2 separate regions of the Oryctolagus cuniculus genome follow, and region 2 is linked to region 1. A link is a contact called in public Micro-C data. All regions are on one chromosome and are shown on one strand. Each heading gives the region's core, a stretch centred on a gene start, on an enhancer-like site or on the middle of the called end of the contact. The rest is flanking DNA. Distances are from core to core; before and after follow the strand shown. Region 1 overlaps MAP3K20 (mitogen-activated protein kinase kinase kinase 20). Region 2 overlaps RAPGEF4 (Rap guanine nucleotide exchange factor 4).

Region 1 (2,771 bases), core at 175-2,674:
AGGTCATGATAACAAAGGTTCTTTGGAGTCCACTGTAATTCTAAGAACGTAAAAGAGTCCTGAGACCAAAACCTATGGGAATGGTCGTACGTGGGGAAGAGCTGTGACAGCAGCTGTCATCTGTCTTGGACCCGATTTCTGAGGGCACTGTTTTTGGCCATATGTAGGCTTTAAGATTTTCACGTGGAGAGCAAGCGACTTTCCTCCTGACTGATGCTCTGTTGCCATACTTTTAAAGACTCCCTGTCGCAAGGGTATTAATATCCCACTGACCCTTGGGATAACAGATCGAATGGCACTTCCTTGGGGAAGGCTTTCACAGCAGCCTCGGCCCAGATCAGATGGTGTGGGCCTGTGCTCTCAGGCGTCCGGCGCTTCTCAGCTGCGACGCCTGTCCAGTAGCTATGTGTGGGTTTCCATTTAGCAGTTTGGCAACTGGACACGCTGTGACAAGCATCCTGTGCTCATGGCTCCGGCCCGGCACCTGGGCGGCACCAGCAGAAGCACAATGGATGCTGAACAAACAAATACAACCTGGGTGCTTGTCATGGCAGACAAATGGCCCTACAGGGTTATGTGCTGCTGTATAACACCATCCTTTCATATCATTACCAACAAGGCATTCTCTTCCTCTGTCCTCGTACGTATTGACCAAGCAACAGCTGTGTTTCCAGCATGTTCTAGGAGCTGCAGGGACAGTGGTGAGTGCAAGCAACAGGGGGACATAGTTCAACAACTACCCACAGAGGGCAAGGGCGGGGCTGAGGAGGAGACACGCTCTCGGAGTGCGGAAGGCAGGACTTGGCCTGTTGTGTTATCTCAGCTACCGGAGCCTCAGGGGTGGTGTGCAGCTGCACAGGGGTGGGCTTTAAAGAGGGGAAACTGTATCTGCAAAGCCCCCCTGCAGAGGGAGGGCAAGCGTGGAATAGGACCATGATCTTAAGCTAAGGCCATTGGGGCCAAAACCCAGATGGCCTCATTCAGTCTCCAAAGTCCTGTTAAGTATCTTTCCCTTCATCTTACGAGTGATTGGAACCCATACGAGGGTTCTGATGGGAAGTGATCCGATTACACAGTCACTGATCTCTTACTGCAGGAAACAAATGTTTTGCTTTTTTAATTATTTCAGCCTAAAAATTGTCTCTTAGGACTAGACTTGACTTCACGGTGTTACTTTTGTAGCCCTAAGTAATAATTCACTTAACTCACTCGCCCTAGGGAGATCTTTCAAAGGAATAAGCATACATAGTGTGACTGTAAAATACCAAACAGGAAGCCCAAGGAGACTTGGGACAACAGGAGTCCACAACCTGGTGGTTTTCAACCTGCATGCAGTGTTCAGCCAGCATCAGCAGATGGCGTAAGGCCTCACATTACTGCCTCGGAGCAGAGTTGAGGTTACTCCCACCTCTGCTGAGTCAGGGCAGCAGTGGTGTCAGCTCCCAAACATGCTATTTATACGTGCATCATGTGAGCTGGCTCGGACGGGCTAGCCTGGGCTTACTTTTTCCACTCATACAAGACGGTTCTCTCGTTCCGAAGTTTGTTCTGCACTTCACAACATTTGATAGGATTTATAAGGGCCCAAGTTTTCTTTTACAAGTGTTTTTACAGTGCCCTTGCCCTCTCCAGCAGCAGATCTGGCGCCCGCGCATTTCAAGGCCTGCACAGTTTTCCTCTCTTACTTTACTGGACACAGGCCAGAGCGGGGATGGGGACGGGGACGGGCTGCTCACCAGCGTTTGTCTCAGAAGCCAGGATTTCAGTATTCTTTCCAAACACTGAGGGATGCAGTCAGACAACGCAGACTCTCCCTCTTGCTTCCGTGTGAGAGGGAGGGCTCACCAGGTCTCCTCTCCAAAGGTCTAAAACATTGTTTTCCCTAAGCCACGCGCAGCCAGCAGGACTGTCAGCCAGGGCTCTGTGGCCGGGCTGCAGCGCCAGGACCACCCACCTCCACTCTGCCTTGTTGTGCAGGAACGAGTTGCACTGGTCAGGAAGGCTCGTGTCATTGCGCATGGACTCCAGGATGGCAATGATCTGCTTGAACGACGGCCGTTTCTGCAAAAGGGGAGAGAGTCACATACTGGGCCTTAAGCAGGAGAGCTTTAGAGAAGACACAGGCACCCACAGGCACGGTCATACCCAGCTCAGCCCACCGGGCGGGCGAAAGGAAACGTGACACAACGTTATTTACAGCAGATTCCATATTTTGGATTACTTATGCTGAAGAACATATGCACCCTGGGAGGCAGCAGGTGACGGCTCAAGTACTTGGGTTCCAGCCACCCACGTGCGAGACCTGATTGAATTCCAGTCTCTTGGCTTGGACCTGGCTTAGCTGAGGCTGTTGCAGGCATCTGGGGAGTGAACCAGCAGATGGAAGAGCTCTGTGTGTCTGTCTCTTTATCTCCATTTATCTGCCTTTCAAATAAAATGGAAATAAATAAAAATTTAAAAGGAGAAGGAATAGATTCTGATGTTGTTTTTCTATCCATGTGGCCTAAGCTTGGGATAATTAGTGTTTTTCTCCAGGTAGAAGTTCTCTTTGGGTATGATTAAGGGCTCCTCAAAGGAAAAAAATTAGTCCTTAAAAACATCTATGTGATAAAACTGGTAAAAAGTTAATGGGAGTCTGAGTATCTTGGTGTTCTTGGTGTTTGCTGTACAATTCTTTTTTTTTTTTTTTAAAGATTTATTTATTTATTTGAAAGGTAGAGTTACAGAGAGGCAGAGGCAAAGAGAAGGAAGTCTTCCATCCGCTGTTTCAC
Region 2 (2,771 bases), core at 112-2,611, 160 kb after region 1:
TGTCCGTACACTACTATTAGCTGGCATGAATATATGTTTGGGAAGGAGGCACGTGCACCAAGCCCAGGAATACTTATTAGAATGGCAAGATCTAGGTAGTAGGCTCAACTTAAAAAAATACACAGGAACCCCCGACTTCTTCATACCAGGTCCCTCCTGAGAAGGGAGAGAATTCATTTTGTAAAAAGCACAAATCCTTTGTCTCAAATCAATATAGTTATCAAAGTTGAATACATCATAATTAAATCCCATTTGGATTCACATTTTATAAAGGGCTACATTGTTGCATTTGCCATCCGGGATATCCTTACAAAGGTAACCATAAGTAATTCTAAGTGGTCTGTGGGGAAATGAGAAAATATATTTCAGAGTCAGCCGGCCCCACTCCTGAGAAAGCAGGGGAGGCCTTGGCTGTAGCACTCAGGTCAGGGGCTGACGTCACTCAGGAGACCCCAGAGGTGGAAGGCAGCAGGTGCAACCCCCTGCATGTGTTTGCTTTTGTCTTGTGCCCATGATCTTGAAAGAACAAATGCAAGACTGTGGACCTGCCTTTCTGGTCACTGCTCTGTTTCTAACTCGCTTTATCACCCTTGGAAAACCATGACATGTCTCCATGCCCCAGTCTCCTGACACGGAAACAAAGACATAATGACACCTGCTCCTCCGCCCTTCCTTCCCCCCAACTTCATAAACTTCAAGACAGGGCCACGATCTTGGAGAGAACAGGCAGAAGTCCTCTAAAGACAGCAAGCCAAACAGATGCTATGGCCACTGGATTCCCATCTCGCGCTTACAGATCTGGGATTTGTGAACGTCTACAATCTTCTCCAGCTGGGCTGTGTAAACAGCTCCACTCTGGGACAGCAAGCTCAGCGCAGGACTTAATCGTGGTTAATAATATAAACCAATTTATACCGGAGGCCAGGTCCACCTACTCATTCACATAATCAGAAGGGAGAGGGATAAGAAAGGCAAAAACATTTAAAAAACCAAAATCCTGGGTTTTTCAAAAGGCTCTCCTGCGTTGCTTCAGTAACGTAACAGGATTAGGCCCCCAAAGATTTGCTGACCTCCCACATTTGCGTGCAGATTGCTTCTCTCTCCTCCTCCTGGTTGCCTCCGGCACTGCCAGGCTCCGGTGCAGAGAGAAAGCACACATTGTCATAGTTTCCATAATCAACTCATTCCAAATCCGTGAGGGCATTTGTCCCTTGCAGCAAGCCTGCTCAGGCTGCTAGGGAAAGTGGCTTCGCTCTGAGCCAGGAATTCACAAGCAACGTTTCACCAAATCTCTCTTCACCAGGCCAGCTTTTCCCAACGAAGAGCTAGCAGCGCTCAATTCCAAGGGCTTTGGTATTCTGTTGGACCCTCACCTTTCTGGCAAAATAACTCAAGGCATCTGTCAAGCTGAGAGCTATAAAACGCTGTTGAGCTGCCTTTACTTCTTTGTTTAGCGCTGTATGGGATCTAAACTGTTTGGCTCAAGGAAGTGGCCTAGCCCAGGTCACTGGCACTCCCCACCTTCCTCTGCTTGAGCTCCCGGCATTTAGAAAAGGAAAGGAGTCTCACGGCCACAGGCCGCATTTAGCATTTTATTTTTAGCACAGTGGTGATACCAAAAACATGGAAGTAAACAGGAGGTTGTCAGGCATATCCAAATAGCAGGAGAAGATTAAATTCATGTCAGGGAGCTAACTGGCCCCTGCAGTAAATAAATTGTTTCCCACGAAGTGCTGGTAAATAGAATATTTATAAGATGTCTGCTTTTCCTGATGCTCATGGAGATGATTTTCACGTGCCAGGTTACCTCGCCTTTATGCATGTTACTGATTTGATTCTGGCCGAGTTGGACGCACGCTGTTGTAGACGCATGTTCCACTGCCCTCTACTGGTCAGAATGTGTCATGTGGGGACACTGGCAGGCACAGCCTTTCAAGGGGAATTTTGGGGGAAATCTGGGGGCTCCAGGACCCTTTCATCTGAAGGAGGCAAGGAAATCTGAGTAGCCCAGGGCAAGAAGAGGTCACAGCTTTGACTCCAGCATCAATGCTACGAGATATTAATTCAGATATTGATGTCAAACGTTACAAAAGCTAAAAGAAATTCCTCTTTTCCATGAATTCAGTTATTTTTGAGTCTGTGCATAAGCTGCTCCCATAGCCTGCTTTGCTTCCCAAGGGATAGTCTAAGAAAGCAAAACAAAGACATAGCTCAAAAGGGTGATTCTTCCTCTTCCAAGCTAAAGATACTTACTGGGCTGCAATCTTAATAAATTTTTTTAAGAGCTGAACACGCTTGCTGAGCTGGGAACACAGGCAAATCTCAGTGATGACCCAGAACTGGATTTCATTAAATCTTCTCAGGAACAGATCCAAGTTGGCTGTGGTCTTTTTAAAATTGTGCCTTCCAAATGTGTGATAGATTAGCTCCAGCTAGAAAAGCAAGGAAAACAATGTCTCTTAAGGGTTGGCTTTTTAAAATCCAGCAAGCTTGCACGGCTTGGCCATTGGTTTCTCTGTTTTATTGGTCAATGAATGCGAGCAAATGCAGCCACCAACTGAGATGCAGCCTGTCCCGCGGATTTGAAGGGCTTCCAGGAGTCTTGTGAAATATATAAATAGAAGCAAGATTTTGTTGGCTGAATATATGCAGGAAGGCATGGCATACCGAAAACCATAAAGCTTTTCCTCTAATATTCAAAGGCTTTGTAACAGGCCTTATTTATAACCTCAGTATGCAAACAGATCATCACGTGGTTCCTCTCCTGCCAC

Evidence for each region. A called contact is a pair of places that touch in the nucleus more often than the background predicts.
Region 2: a Micro-C map of ear pinna shows a contact between it and region 1, with 14 times the contacts expected there. The contact joins two enhancer-like sites. A contact is called at or near these places in 4 of 6 Hi-C or Micro-C datasets (ear pinna, embryonic fibroblasts, psoas muscle and 1 more).

What each region holds. Positions count from the first base shown.
Region 1 is chr3:67,922,172-67,924,942 of mOryCun1.1, forward strand. MAP3K20 (mitogen-activated protein kinase kinase kinase 20) reads right to left here. Exons shown (of 20, transcript XM_008258756.4): 10 at 1,955-2,061. Among named protein-coding and RNA genes, the nearest start is that of MAP3K20, 120 kb to the right of the region's middle. Within about 2 kb of position 1,425, at least 5 of the 8 cell types and tissues checked have an H3K27ac peak or open chromatin away from gene starts, as enhancers often do. A contact at or near this core is called in ear pinna, where this site is marked.
Region 2 is chr3:68,085,755-68,088,525 of mOryCun1.1, forward strand. RAPGEF4 (Rap guanine nucleotide exchange factor 4) reads right to left here. Exons shown (of 30, transcript XM_070070679.1): 24 at 2,254-2,432. Among named protein-coding and RNA genes, the nearest start is that of MAP3K20, 44 kb to the left of the region's middle. Within about 2 kb of position 1,362, at least 4 of the 8 cell types and tissues checked have an H3K27ac peak or open chromatin away from gene starts, as enhancers often do. A contact at or near this core is called in ear pinna, where this site is marked.